Linked DNA regions of Mus musculus: all the other regions are linked to region 1. A link is a contact called in public HiChIP or PLAC-seq and promoter capture Hi-C data. All regions are on one chromosome and are shown on one strand. The core of a region is the stretch at or near the end of the contact, and the rest is flanking DNA. Distances in the headings are between cores, read along the strand shown.

Region 1 (4,871 bases), core at 1,862-4,361:
TCGGCTGAAAGGAAACCTGCCTAGGCTCTGGGCCAAATAAATCATTGGGAAGGGAAGAAGAACATTTTCTCATCTGTTTAAAGGGCAACGAAGCATAGCAGCTCTGGCCCAGCGGGAGGCGAGGCTGGGGCCAGGCGGGTGAGGCCAGGAAGCTCCCTTGCTTGACCCTCATTCTCTCATGAGCTGCCCCGCTGGCCCTGTCTTTGACGGTGTGCTGCCTCCCAGCTGGGATATTGGTGGTAGTTATTCTTAACAAAAAATATTAATTAGTTGCAAATAAGATCATTATTGTAAAAGGCCCCTCCTCAGGGCCTAGCACTTGCTGATCCATACCTTGGACCTTCCCGGACTCCGGGCTGAGCCTGCTTATGCTTTTGTATCATTCCGTACAGGAGGAAGCAGAGGCCCAGGAAACAGAAGGCATTTTCTCAAGGTCACCCAGCACAACAGTAGGTCAGAGTAGGTGGCCCCTTACTGCCTATATGTATGCATTGGGTCCCCTTCATCTCAGAGGTTCCAGAGCAGACTCTCATGGGACACAGAGCTGAGGTCACTGTCCTTTGCCCAGAGTGTAAGGATGCAGGGGTTGGCCCTTTACTCTGTTCAAGCCTTCTGTGATTGAGCTGTGGATGGTGTCTCTTCCCAGGTTATCTCAGCCTCAGGCTCCCTGGAGGGGGGTGGGGGTCCCTCCTGGGGCTAAGATGCATTTTTCTCACCCCCGCCTGGGCTGTTCAGAGAAGTAATTTCTCTTCAACCAGCTGGATTTGAATATGGAAACAATTTGTAATTACTCCAAGTCCTCCTGGGCGGGCAAGCAAGCAGGCAGGCAGGCAGGCGGGTGGCATTATCACCAGAGTGAGTCTGGAAGGGCAGGGGCTCCTGGGAAAGCAGGTGGGGGAAGCCCTCATATGGGGGGGGGCTTCCCAACATCTGTCCTAGTCCAGACAGCTGTACAACCCCTGACAACTCCTGCTGCCTCTACCCAGTTTACCTAGCTTCTCCTTCCAAGGCTGCCCGGTGAGTCCCTCAACACCCACCATTTCCATAGGGCGGGAAGTCAAGAAGTCAGGACTAAGAGAAACAGATAAATAACTTCCCTGTCTCCCGGAGGCGGCCCCTCCCGTCACCCCTTACCCAGCTGGATCTCTGAGAGCCAAGGAAGAGGGTGGCTTTAGAGATCCAGCTGCATCACATCTGTAAGAGACCTGCCTGCCTTTCTCTTGGTGCTAGGTCTCTAGCATGCAAATGATCATGAATATTCATAAAGAGGGAGGCAGGCTCCCTATAGGGAGAGGAAGGGGCTAGAGCTCTGGAGAGCAAATGTTGCAGGGACTTCCAGAGATTGGTCTTTGCATCCTTGTGAGAGCAGTCCATGTCCTAATCACGTTTCCCACTTTTGTCTACCTCCTCAAAGCTCCCAACTCCGCAACTCTGTTGCTTCTCACAGTAGGCAAGAAAAGAAGGAGCCCAGGATTTCCCACTGCGTCTGGTGGCTGTCATTGCCTTGCAGATGGCAAAGCCTGCCTGGCTCAACTCTCACACTGGTAGTTGAGCCTTCTAACTATGCCAGGGTATGTTTGAAGATGCTTATCAAGAATCCAGGAGCTCTGCCTGCCAGTGCGAGGCCCAAGGCATTGGCCTTCTCAGGGCTCCCACAGGAAAAGGGGAGGTGTAAGCCCAGACCGCCTCCCTGTTTCACACAGCTTCATAAATTCCCTTAAGGTGACAGGTGAGCTTCCTTCATCGTCCCTTATTACCTCCTTCCATTAAAGTCGATAATCTCTCCCAATCACTCACAACAAATGTCACCAGGACAGCTTTAGGGGGGAGGGACAGAGGGAAGAGACAGGAGAAGTTCTCTGCCTCTTTTTGGTAACTCCTCTGGGAAGAGGTGGGCTTTTCTCATCTTGCCACAGCCTGTAGGCGACAAAAGTCGAGTTATGGTGGGGGCGGGGGAGGGGAAGTTAGCAATGAATGGGCCGTGGACCACCTTGTCCTTACAGGACTGGTCCCTCCACGTGTGTGAACCTTCCCAAGTATGTCCCAAAGTCATTCCACCCTCGTTGCAAAGCTGCCCCCTGCTGGCTTCTCTGCCCAGAGTCATCGGATTAACCTACTTGTTTTGGCTGCTGTGGTGTGTCCCCAGTCGGCCCACCTTCCTGATGGCAACATGCCCAGGCCACAAACAGCCTGACCAGAGCCCTGAGCCATGGACATCTCTCCGGGTACCGCCTGAGCCGTGTGGGCTTAGGCTCCACCCAACTGTTCCTCGGCACAGTGCCAGGATGGGGTGGGTCTGTGCATCTCTGTGGCTTCTACACAAACAGATGCAACATGGGGGCGCCCCTGGCACAGAGAAAGGCACTTGTGGGAGAAGAGACTTGGGAAAACATGTAACATACTGCACACGTGTAGCATCCCCGTGCCTAGGGACATACAATATCACAGCGATGAACACCAGAATATGCAGTAAACATGCCACGCTGCGGGGGTATGTGTGTTGCTTCTATACCCATAGCATGCTACACACATGTGGCACCTGTGAGCTTCTACATATAATTCTTAAGGCACATGGAAAAAGCAGCATGCATTCAGGACCTGAGCGCATGTCAATGCATATGTGCAGCATTTGCATGCACCCAGCCAGGCAATATTGCAGTGCACACGCAGGGCACCTGTATGCATATATAAAGTTCAGTGCACCGAGTGTCACCTGCATGCACAGGGACACGCAATGCAATATGCACTGCATAATGGGGAGGGGGGAGAAAACGCTTTAGCCTCCACAGCTCGGGAGACCCTGGCTGCGCTAGACGCCACTAGTCTGGGGTTTCGCTGGAGGGGTATCACCGGGAGGCTCACTCTGCAGTCCAGGCGGTCACAGGCAGGGTGGGGGCTTACCCTGGGCTTCTCCCGCGCCGGCGCCTGGGGCCCAGGGTGGGGAGGGGGAGGGCGCGCTTGGCTCGGCTGGCGCTGCTCCCCCTTTAACAGGAGGCGGCGCGCGTCGCCCCCGCCCCCCCGCCCCTTCTCCCGCGGCTCCTCGCGCCCGGCCCGGCGCGCGCCCCCTCCCGGGCCCGGCCCGCGCAGGCGCCGCGTCCCGCCTCGGCCGTCACTCGGCCCGGCGCGCGCTGCGGGCAGCGGCCGGAGCGGCCGGAGGAATCCGGTTCGGTGGCAGCGGCGGCGCTGGGAGGCAGAGAGGAGGATGCGGCACCGGCGATCAGAGGCTGGGGCTGCGGCCGCCACCCGCGAATAGGAGGCGGCGCGCGGCGCGGGCGGTGCTCGGGGCGGGGAGCGGGGGGCGGCGCGGCGAGGAGGCGGCGGCGGCGGCAGGAGCCCGCGCCCGGCCCGGCGCCCGCCCGCCCGCCCCGTGCAGCTCCGCGGTGCTTGCTCTGCACCCGCCGCTCGGCGGAGCGGGAGCCTCGGGCCTCGGCGCGGCTGCGGCGAGCTGCCCTGCGCCCAGCCCGGCCCCCGCCTTAGGGATGGCAAACTTGCGCCCCGCGGCCGCCTCCACTAGCGCCGGCCCCCGCTCCTGCTGCTGACGGCGCCCAGGTGAGTGCTCGGCCCCAGACCCCGGCCGGCCCCGCACTGAACCCTCGCGCGCAGTCCCGAGTGCCCGCACTCAGGGTGCTCCGTGAGCCGGTCTTGCTTAATTCTCCTCCGGCCAGAACAGAGTCTGTCCAGCGCTCACCCAACCCCCGTCTTAAGAGGGACTCCCGAGGCCCGGGCCGAAGCCCCCTTAGTCTCCCGCGAACCCCTTTGCTACCCCCTCCCCCAGCCTGGACCGACCCCTTGCCGTCTGTGTCAAAGTCCCCCACCTTTAGAATCTTGACCCAGACTGCCACACCGCTGTCGCGAGTCTTGCCCTGTCTCGGCCAAGATCCCAGCAGTGCGCCCCCGGTCTTGATTTGAACCCCCTCTCCAACCTGCAGCTCGACTGTCCTCCCCCCTCCCCCATCTCCCCTCCTAGTCTGGCCGCGGGACTCTGGACCTCTCCTCCACTCTGCCCGGAGTCGTTTCGGTCCCCAACTGTGTCTGCTAGTGCCCTCCCCCGCGCCTGCACGGCGACCATGCTTCCCCTCTATTTCTGCCCCGAGTGCCCCTTCCCCCATATCTGCCCAGAGTCCCGCCTTCCCTTTCCAATCTCTGATGCAAGTCCCCTCCCCCTCAGCCTGGAATTGGGGCCGTGTCCCCCTTGCTCCTCCAAGCCCCTTTCCCCAGGCCGTGATCTCCATCGAACCCGCATCCGACTCCCGCGTTCGTCTTTGGCCGGACACCCGCCTCCCTCCCCCCGCATCCTTATCCTCCCACCACCGGTCTCAGAGCCAGGCACCAGACGCACTCTCCTGCACCCCCGGGGGCTGGCATGATTTGGGGGACTGGAGGCTGTGAAGTTGGCGGCCACTCCTGCAGTCGGCTCGGTCCGAGAGCACAGCAGCGGGAAATCCTCCGCGCCACGGCTAGTGCAGAACGGGCGACCAGTCTGTTGCCCGCGGGGGGAGGGGCGCCCGGACCGAGAGATGCCGCCCGCCTGCCCGCCTTGCCAGCTGCCTGCCCGGCCCCTGGGCGTCCTCTGGCGCCCCCTGCCCGCAGCCCGAGACCCACCGCCCCTTCTCGCGCGGACAACCCTGGGTTTCCGCAACCCAAGCGTTCGTTAGGTGTCTAGGTGTCTGCGGGACTGACGCTGGGAAGTCCCTGGGGAGATGAGGTTGGTGGGCGAGGCCAGGTGCCCAAACACTCCTGGTCGTAAGACTATGTGCTTTGGGGAGGGATGGTGTACAAGGGACGAGGGACGGCTCATCCCAACAGCAAGTCAGGAACCCTTTGAGTACCAGGCACAGCTCTACTGAACCTGCTTTTTAGAATGGTCTGGT
Region 2 (4,518 bases), core at 402-2,901, 190 kb after region 1:
CCAACGAAATCTAGAGACAAACTACATCCCAAACTACATCCTAGAACATCCACGGGTTCCCACACAGGGTGCCACACACAAGCTGTTCAAGGACTCCGTTTGGGTCCATGTCGTTTCACCTGGATGCCAGCCATGACATTCCTGGTACCCTTTGTCACTCAAATGAGTTGGGACTTGCCCATGGGCATGGAAGGAGCTTTAGGAAAGAAACTGAAGCCCAGGTAAGGCAAGCAACTCCTTTTAAAAGGCCCAGCATTTTGATATAAAGCAACTAAGGCATGGGTTTTCCTTAGCCCAAAGCCCAGCAGGGTTTGGGATGCGACAGGAAGGACTTCCGTAGTTCTCCTACTGGGACAGGGAAAGGACACGTGCAGGCCATTCTCAGAGGTGCTGAATCCTAAGTGAGGTCTCTGGCTATGACAACCTGGCTGGGCCCTTCGTGCTCTATCAGCCTCAGGATGAGTCAGCAGGTGGGGCTGCCACCTTCCCCATACTGACTGAGAGATAGTGCTGGAGCCTGTCTGCCCTGCCCTAGGGCCTAACAGGACTATTTTTTTTCAGTGTTGCTTGAAAGAGTCAAGTAAGACCACACGAGGGACTTCCAGAGGGGCAGGAAACAGGGTGAGGATTTCTTTTCTACATTTTTCAAAGCCTGGAAATACCCATTATCAGCCTTGTTCCTGAGCCTCGTTGGGACTGGGAGTGACAAGGTGGCCGCTCTGCTGGCCATCTCGGTGCCCACCTTGGACGGGAGGGAAGGGGGGTGGAATCCCGAGGCAGAAGTCCCAGAAGTCGGGGCAGCAGTCAGAGACGGTGCGGTTGCAGAAGAGGTCACAGTAACAGGTGGCTCCCAGGTAGGGCAGGGCACACTCGTCAGCACGGCCTCGACAGCACATGTCCTGCTCTTGGCAGTATCTGCCACCGGCGTCCCGGATGCCCCGCAGGTGCAGCCCTGGCGCCAGCTCCCTGCGCCAACGACTCCGCCGGGCCTCCAGGGCAGCCTGGCCAGCCAGCAGCAGCAAGAGCAGCCCCAGCCAACATCCCCACATGGTGCCTCCTAGACCCGAGGAGAACAGAGGTCAGGGGTCAGAGGTGTTGGCTTCTGGAGACTCCCTAACAAACGTCAAGGGTGGGTCTCCCTTCACACGTCCTGGAGCTTTCCTAGGAGGCTCAGCAAAGCGGGGAACCCTGACTCCCGAGTCTCCGGGAGGGAAAAGACAGCACTAGATGTCAGTCCACTCATGGGACAAGAAGTAGACCCCCCTCCCTGACCTGTTTAGGGACTGTCATGGACAAGGAAATGGGACCTTGACATTTCCAACACGCATTCTCCTCTCCTGCCCTTGGTCCCTCTACCTCTCTGACGCATCTGAGTTGGATTGTTGACTCTGTGTTTCCTCCTTATGCATGCCCCCGCCCTTCTGTCCTTGTGTCCCTCTGACCCTCTGCTCTGCGTCCCTCTGACCCTCTCCTCTGTGCCTCTCTGCCCTGGGTCCTTCTCCCTCAGTGTGCCCCCTCCTCGCTGCTCCTTCTCTCAACACCCTCTACCCTCTGATCAGGGAGAGTCCCTACCTGGTGAGGGGTGTGGGCTGGACCCAGGCTGCCCTGCGCGCCTCCGCCTCCAAGCTCGAGACTGCCAGACCGAGTCAAGTGAGGAGCGCAGGGCGGGACGCTTTTTGTACCGCCCTGCCGGCAGCACCCGCCCCAACCCCGGACTGTGGGAGGGGAGGGCGGGGCCCACTTGTAGGTACCTGGAGTAGCCCTTAGCTCCGAGGGAACGGCTTAAGGACAATGTGTACGCGACTGTCCTCCTTGAGGGATCTCTTGTCAATGGAACCCTCTTCTTAGGGAGCAGAACTGCAACTCACGGAGAAAGAATTGTGGACTGATAGTAGGAAGGACTTTCCCAGCGATTTTACGAAGCTGAAAACGTGAACAGAAGCGGGCGAGGAGGCAGCTACGATCAGAGTTCAGGACTTGATAGGGACCAAGAGCTAGGGGCAAAAATCTCTAACCCCCCCCCCCAACCCGGCCCTCCAGGAAGAAAAATAGCCAGGCACATCCTTGACCCAGTGACCCTGGGCTGGGGGCCACTCCAAGCCACAGCAGCTCCCAGGAATGACAGGAATTCCCAAGGGATGATTCAGGAAGCTGCCTAGGCTCACGGAGCTCCGGGCAGCTCCTCCCCAGGAGGTGGGTGCGGTGCGGAGTCTGAGCTTACCCAGCCGCCCCTTGTGGGGTCTGCCCTCCCCCAGTGATGGGCACCTTGCCCAACACTGCCCCCTCCACCAGGCCCAAGGGCATCCTTCTTGGCCCAAGGTCCCGTGGCGGGCCCCACATCAAGGGCCCTGGCAGCTGGGGCCCCCTGCAGAGCCCCTTTCCGTTTCTGGTCTAACCTTTGCCTTGCCCTCACACAATGGGGCTTCTGTCCCTTGAGGCCTTCCGGCTGTCACTTTGTGCCTCCCCATTGTGCAAGCTCCTTCTTCCAACAGATTGGGCCCAGGGCCAGAGGACTCTCTAGGTGGAGGAAGGACACCACACCTAGACAGTTATCCTAGCCTTCTCTGGGGCAAGCAGGAGCGCGGGGATTCTCTTAGTTCTCCGAGACACCTCCCCTTAGCTGTCACTCTCTGCAGAGAGCAGTCAGTACAAGGGATTCTTGTGACCGAGCTACCCCCTGCTGTGAGGCAAGGGTGGTGAGGCACCAGGGGGTGCGGAAGCACCCAACATACAGACCTATCCATTCGTACTCTGAAAGGATCTGAGAGCACGAAGCCTAAAAGATAAACTGAGGCTCAAGAGAACAGACAAGGTCTGGATGCAGCTTCCTTGATAGAGTGCTTGCTTAGCGTGTACAGAGCCCTGAGTTCGTGTTTAGCATCGTATAAAAACTGTGGGGCTGGTGAGAATGGCTCAGTGGGCAATGGGGCTTGCCACTATACTGACGACCTGAGTTCAGCCTCTGGAATCTAGACGATGGAGAGAGAGAATAGAGTCCACAAAGCCATCCTCATAAGTCTAATGCACACAGACTGTATGTGTGCACGCATGCACATACACACCACACACACACACACACACACACACACACACACACACACACACACTTGTGCTGTAGCACATGTCAGTATTCCCAGCACTCAGGAACTGGAGGCAGAAGGATCAGAAGTTCAGGTGTGTAGCCTGTTCAAAGCCACCTTATGCTATGTGAAACCAGGAAGTGGGCGTGGCGGGGGGTGGGGGGCAGGGCACAAGTGAGTGCAGACTTATCCAAGGTTCCACAGCCAGAACACAGGCTACCCAGTGTATTCTCTCTCCTGAGGCACCCTTAGTCATATGACAGGTCTCAAGATCCTGCTGGCTGGGAAGCCCCCCCTTTCCTATTCAATCTCGATTCATCAAATCGAAAGGCAGATAGATCCCTCAGAACTGCCAACATCATCTCCCCTGGGAGGAGACTGGCTTCAACAGAACAGGCCTGGTACCTGCTTTCATGGGTCAGTCTCAAAATTCTGAGGGCTAGAGGCCATAACATTGGGTCTACCTTTGCCAAAGAGCACCCCTTCCCTGTGAGCTGCTGTGTGTGATTTCTCTCTCTCTCTCTCTCTCTCTCTCTCTCTCTCTCTCTCTCTCTCTCTCTCTCTCCCCCTCTGGCACTCACTTGCGTGAGTGAGTGTGTGTGTGTGTGTGTGTGTGTGTGTGTGTGTGTGTGTGTGTGTCTTGCTATATCCCCTGTGTGCCTCTACCTTTTTTTGGCTCTCTTTTGGTTCTTGCCTGCCTACGGAATTACCTGTCTACCTGCTATGCTCCTGTGTGTCCGTGCCCTTAGAGCTGTGTGGACAGTGTGTGTCTCTGTGACTATCCTGGGTCTGTCTGCGTGTCCAGTGTCCGTTTGTGTAAGCTGCTGGTGTCAGAATGTCGTTGAAAGCCTCTCCTACTTGTAAACACCTGTCTACTAGATGCCTGTGGACGAGCTGGGGGAACAGGGGTAGGTAGTGGGTAGCTGTTTGCCTGTCTGTGTCTGTCTGTCTACAGGAGACAGGAACTTGGAGCAGGGAGGAGGGTGGGGCCGGATCACCCCTCCACCCCTTACCCCTGTCATCACAGAGTCTGGCTCAGAGCCCACCTCAGTGGAGTCGCATGACTCATTAGATTCCTTGGCCAAGAAGCAGAGGAAAGGGCAGGGCCTGGGGGTGCCAGGGACCCCACTTTCCTGTTCCGCACAACCATCCTGGTGACTCACTTTCTAAATCTTGCTCAGAATGGGACCTTGTCCTAGAGCCTGTGACAGAACAACAGGCAAGGGACACCAGCAAGGGACACCTCTGTGCCCAGCCATCCTCTGAGACTCTATGGTGACTCTCCTCCCTCAGATGGAACCCTAAGCAGGCTGTCCCTCTCTGGGCCTTGTTTTCCTACATGTTAGCACAGCCTCCCAGGGCCTTCTTGAATTTTTTTCATTCTGCAGGTGAGACGAAGCCAGCCAGAACTGGTAATGTGACTAAAGATTCACAGCAG
Region 3 (4,618 bases), core at 515-3,014, 200 kb before region 1:
AGAAACCCTGTCTCAAAAAACAAAAACAAACAAACAAACAAAAAACACAAAAAACCAACAACACAAACCTCACTGGAAGTTTTTGGTAAGATGTTGGGAACTAGTAACTGGCTGCAATCCTCACTTCAAACAAAGCTGTCTTCAGCCACCTGGAAACCTGGCCAAGCGCTCACTGCTTGCTGCTTGGTTAAATGTTCCAGGTGATACCTACCCACCCTGACCCCAGTATCAACAAGTCTTTTCACATGAACAGTGTGTTTAATTCTCACAAGAGTGGGTATTATTGCTGTCTTCTGTCTTAGAGCTGGTAAGAGCTGGTTCTCTTGTTTGAACCTTTGGGCTAACCCCCAGGACATGTGCTTTTTTTTTTTTTTTTTTAAAGATGTATTTATGGGGCTGGTGAGATGGCTCAGCGGGTAAGAGCACCCGACTGCTCTCCCAAAGGTCCTGAGTTCAAATCCCAGCAACCACATGGTGGCTCACAACCATCCCTAACGAGATCTGACTCCCTCTTCTGGTGTGTCTGAAGACAGCTACAGTGTACTTACATATAATAAAAAAATAAATAAATAAATGAAAAAAGATGTATTTATTTTATTTATGTGAGTACACGGTTGCACCCATTAGACACAACAGAAGAGGGCACTGCATCCCAATGCAGATGGTTGTGAGCCACCATGTGGTTGCTGGGAATTGAGGGTTCAACCATCTGTAATGGGATCCGATGTCCTCTTCTGCTGTGTCTGAAGACAGCTATAGTGTACTCATATACATAACATAAATAAATAAGTAAATACCTGATGGAGATTGTTGTTGACAGTGCAGAAGGTGCTTTATTTGTATGGGGAATTGGCCTCCTGGGATGCCAGCACCCTGTAACCTCGTCACAGAGTCCATCTGGGACTCTTCCAAGTCGCTATGTCACTGTAGTCTGCGCGTGCCCCAGTCACAGTGAAATACTATAGGTCTAAGAACAAAGACTTGGGCTTTGTCCGACCTGGCTTTGGGACCCATCTCTGCCTTTTGGTTGCTTGTGTGCACTTAAGTGAGGTGTTCTTTTGAAGCTAGCTTTCTCACTCATGGAGATAAAGGAGTGGCTCTCACGGTGACCTCAGGTCACCGTGTGCTTGTGTATGCGTTTGGGGTGCCATTCACAGCATGCCCAGTGCATTTTATCAAGCACCTACTTCACAAAGCTCCTATGTGGACTGAGATGTCTCCCTTCTGGCAACTAGCTCAGATGGGCAATAAACACTAGCTGCTATTATTAGGTGTTTTGCATGCAGAAGTACTTCTGTTTGAGAATGAGGAAGGCCTTCAGGGGAGGTGCTAAGGGCTATTTGAGGGGTGCTAAGCTGGATTTGAGAGCCCGCTGGGGGAGGGGGCAGCACAGAGGAGCACTTCCTTATGAGGCTCTGGGATTAATCCTCAGCACTGAGAAGGGAGGGAGGGAAGGAGGAAAGAAGGAAGGAAGACTGTGGAAAGGTATGAGGGCCATTCTCTTAGAGGTATCAGAATTCACTTTGGCAGCAAGGAGAATAAATGTTTAAATGTTTGGGGAGAAAAGAAGGGACAGGTATCTGTGTGACCAAATGAGACAGTCGGATGCAGCTCGGCCCTGTCCTCAGGGCATTACTGGACCCCTGCCAGCAGTGGGGAATCCCAAAAGCCTCTCTGACTGGCTGCAGAAGGAAGCAGACATCTCCTGTGGAGAGAAAGGGAAGTTGCTGTCTGGTGGCGCTGGTGACTGGGGCCACACAGGCCTGAGGACAGAGATTCTGTGGGGGGGGTAATGGAGCTGGCAAAGCCACAGCCTGAAGCTAGCACAGGGCTGTCTGGCCAAGGGAGGAGCTGGGCTGCCTGCCTTCTCTTCCCTGCAAAGTCAATGAGGCTGGTTAAATGGCCTCTTTCTAGATTCTGGGAATCTGGAATGTGCCCTTCAATAGGTCATCTCTAAGGACCACAGGGCTCTATGCCACTTCCAGAACTCTGGTCTGTGAGTGAGATGAGGTGGCACATGCCATCCTAGTGTGTGGGGAGGCAGAGACAGGGGACTCAAGATCAAGTCTAACCTGGCCAACATAACTAAACATTTTGTCGTGAGGTTCCACGTGACCAGTGTGTAGGGTTGTGAGAGGGACCCGAGGCAGGCTGTCTCCTTTCTGGGAACTCTAGCTGTACTCTGTGTACTCCTTCAGGTCCACCCTTGGCTCCTCTTGGCTCTAGTCTGTGTCTGGTTCTGTCAGGATGTGTCACCAACAGGCCCCTTTACCCTCTGGTTAAACTCAGCCAATGAGAGGAGAGTTTGAGGCAAGAGGTGCCAGAGGGCTTCCCCTTTCATTGCTCTTCCTTCCCAGGCTGGAATGGGCCTTGATTGACAGTCACTGGCCTTCCTGAGCAGGCCCTCTCTCCCTCAGGGATCAGGTAACCAGCTCCCCTATCCCCTCAGGCCTCAGGGTAGTGACAGTTCCTCAGCTGTTTGTAGCCTCGGGTCACCGCACCACCCCTTCTGAGTTCCCCCACACCCACCCACACTGTTGTGAATAAACCCTCTTCAAATTATTCTAATTTGAGTGCACCATCTGTTTTCAGTTGGGACCCTGACTGATACATTTGCCAAATAAGGATTCTTTTGGTTGTTAGGGAGGGAGAAAAGAAGAGGGAGGCAGAGAGAGAAATATATATATATGCCTCATATACCTGATCTTGAGCCATAAACTTTAGACAAGTCTATCCAACAGTTGAGGCTTGAGTTTAGGAACAAGCTCCTAGGCCAACAGAGTGTCCCCCATCCTTTGGCTCTAGTCGCCTGATTTGCTTTGTCTTCTCCTGGTGGCACAGGTTTAACATCTTTAGTGGCTTCAGAATCTGAGACAGGAGGATTACAAGTTCAAGACCAGCCTAGGCAACTGAGTAAGACTCTGTCTCAAAATAAAAAGGTAAAAAGAAAGCTGGGTGGTGGTGGAGCAGACCTTTGATTCCAGCGCTGGGCGGAGCTCTGAGTTGGAGGCCAGCCTGGTCTACAGAGCGAGTTTCAGGACAGCCAGGACTACACAGAGAAACAGTGTCTCAGGAAAACCAAAAAGAAAATGTGAAAAGAGGGCTGGGGCTCAGCTCAGTGATAGATAGCAAGCATCGGGTTCTGAGTTTGATTCCCAGTAACCCCCCCCCCCAAAAAAAAAGCAAACCAAACTAAACTTCCAGGCTTCTCATCTATTTGGCAGGAGTCCCAAGTCCATTTCCAAACTGATTAAGATAAAGCTGAAAGGTGCTGGAGAGATGGCTCAGCAGTTAAGAGGATCTGGGTTTAATTCTCAACACCCACATAGTGGTTCACAAACATCTAGAAGTCCAGTTCTAGGAGATCCAATGACCTCTTCTGGCTGCTGTGGGCACTAGGCATACCTGTGGAGCACAGACTCACATGCAGGCAAAACACCTATACACATAGAAATAATTACAACTAGGGCTGGAGAGATGGTTCAGTGGTTAAGAGCACTGACTGCTCTTCTGAAGGTTCTGAGTTCAAATCCCAGCAACCACATGGTGGCTCACAACCATCAGTAATGAGATCTGCCGCCCTCTTCTGGTGTGTCTGAAAACAGCTACAATGTACTTAGATATAATAATAAATAAATCTTAAAAAAAAAAATACAACTAAGCTGGGGGTTGTGGCACACGCCTTTAATCCCAGCACTCCGGAAGCAGAGGCAGGCAGATTTCTGAGTTCGAGGCCACCCTGGTCTACAGAGTGAGTTCCAGGACAGCCAGGGCTACAGAAAGAAACCCTGTCTTGAAAAAAACAAAACAAAACAAAATGAAACAAGATTTTTATTTGTCTTAGTTAAGGTTGCTATTGTGCTGATAGAACACCATGACCAAAGCAACTCAGGGAGGAAAAGGCAGAGACAGATGGATCTCTATGAGTGTGAGGCCAGCCTTGTCTACATAGATAAGATAGCTCTGACTCCAGGAAAGAGCTATGGAATAGAGAGATCCTGTCTCAAAAGACAAACAACATCATCAACAACAAAAAAATGTACTTTATTTTGTGTATATAAATGCTTTGCCTGCATGTGTGTGTGGTATACTATATGCATGCCTGGTACCCAGAAAGCCCAGAATAGGGTATCGGATCTCCTGGAATTGTGATCCTGAGCCAGCATGTGGGTGTTGGGAATCCTCCAGGGAACCTGGAGGAGCAGCCTGTGCTCTTAACCACTGAGCCATCTCTCCAGTCCACACAAAGGTAACGATTTCATGATTAGAATGACTGTGTCTTCTTGCAACCTGCTTTCTACTGTCCACACCCCTGACCACCAGACCTCTTTACTAGTCAAGAAAGCTGTCTTTTTTTTTTTTCTCTTAATGGTTATTAAAGAGCATCTAGGAGCCCCTGCTTTCTAGCAGATAATGTTCACACTGGCTTGCAGCCACTGGGTTTAGTCTAGGTAAAGCAAGACCATGATCTATCTGAGAGCTGGTTTCTGATCTCCTGATGCTGGCTGGCATCAGGCGCTCAGACTGCAGGGATGACAGTCAACGGGAAATCAGCCTTTGAGGATAACCTTGGCTTGTTGGAATACAGGAGTTATTTAGCTAAATGGCACTGAAATAT

The links. HiChIP or PLAC-seq counts read pairs in DNA pulled down with a chosen protein or histone mark. Capture Hi-C pulls out chosen DNA fragments and counts their contacts.
Region 2: a promoter capture Hi-C map of liver shows a contact between it and region 1. The contact joins the promoter of Tinagl1 here to the promoter of Adgrb2 in region 1. A contact is called at or near these places in 9 of 39 promoter capture datasets (the 3T3-L1 cell line, the C10 cell line, the HPC-7 cell line and 6 more), 1 of 15 datasets of contacts at CTCF or cohesin (stem cell-derived epiblast-like cells), 5 of 484 Hi-C or Micro-C datasets (differentiating embryonic stem cells, group 2 innate lymphoid cells, nephron progenitors and 2 more), 13 of 115 datasets of contacts at active chromatin or transcription factors (craniofacial prominence, embryonic forebrain, embryonic hindbrain and 5 more) and 4 of 9 other capture datasets (adipose tissue, embryonic stem cells, liver and 1 more).
Region 3: a contact with region 1 is called in an H3K4me3 HiChIP or PLAC-seq map of forebrain, with 4 times the contacts expected there. The contact joins the enhancer-like site here to the promoter of Adgrb2 in region 1. A contact is called at or near these places in 16 of 39 promoter capture datasets (the 3T3-L1 cell line, 3T3-L1-derived adipocytes, the C10 cell line and 10 more), 2 of 15 datasets of contacts at CTCF or cohesin (large pre-B cells and pro-B cells), 10 of 484 Hi-C or Micro-C datasets (the HL-1 cell line, LSK cells, cerebral cortex and 5 more), 19 of 115 datasets of contacts at active chromatin or transcription factors (SST interneurons, T-cell acute lymphoblastic leukemia, bone marrow-derived dendritic cells and 12 more) and 4 of 9 other capture datasets (adipose tissue, embryonic stem cells, liver and 1 more).

What each region holds. Positions count from the first base shown.
Region 1 is chr4:129,981,759-129,986,629 of GRCm38.p6, forward strand. It overlaps Adgrb2 (adhesion G protein-coupled receptor B2), which reads left to right and starts at 3,112. Exons shown (of 30, transcript NM_001290715.2): 1 at 3,112-3,549.
Region 2 is chr4:130,173,151-130,177,668 of GRCm38.p6, forward strand. It overlaps Tinagl1 (tubulointerstitial nephritis antigen-like 1), which reads right to left and starts at 1,652. Exons shown (of 12, transcript NM_001168333.1): 1 at 1,573-1,652; 2 at 743-1,057. The coding sequence starts at 1,049. It overlaps Gm52490 (a long non-coding RNA gene), which reads left to right and starts at 172. Exons shown (of 3, transcript XR_003955116.1): 1 at 172-221; 2 at 562-621; 3 at 4,469-4,518.
Region 3 is chr4:129,780,722-129,785,339 of GRCm38.p6, forward strand. No RefSeq gene overlaps it. Among named protein-coding and RNA genes, the nearest start is that of Ptp4a2, 37 kb to the right of the region's middle. Within about 2 kb of position 1,765, at least 149 of the 459 cell types and tissues checked have an H3K27ac peak or open chromatin away from gene starts, as enhancers often do. A contact at or near this core is called in LSK cells, adipose tissue, bone marrow-derived macrophages and 10 more, where this site is marked.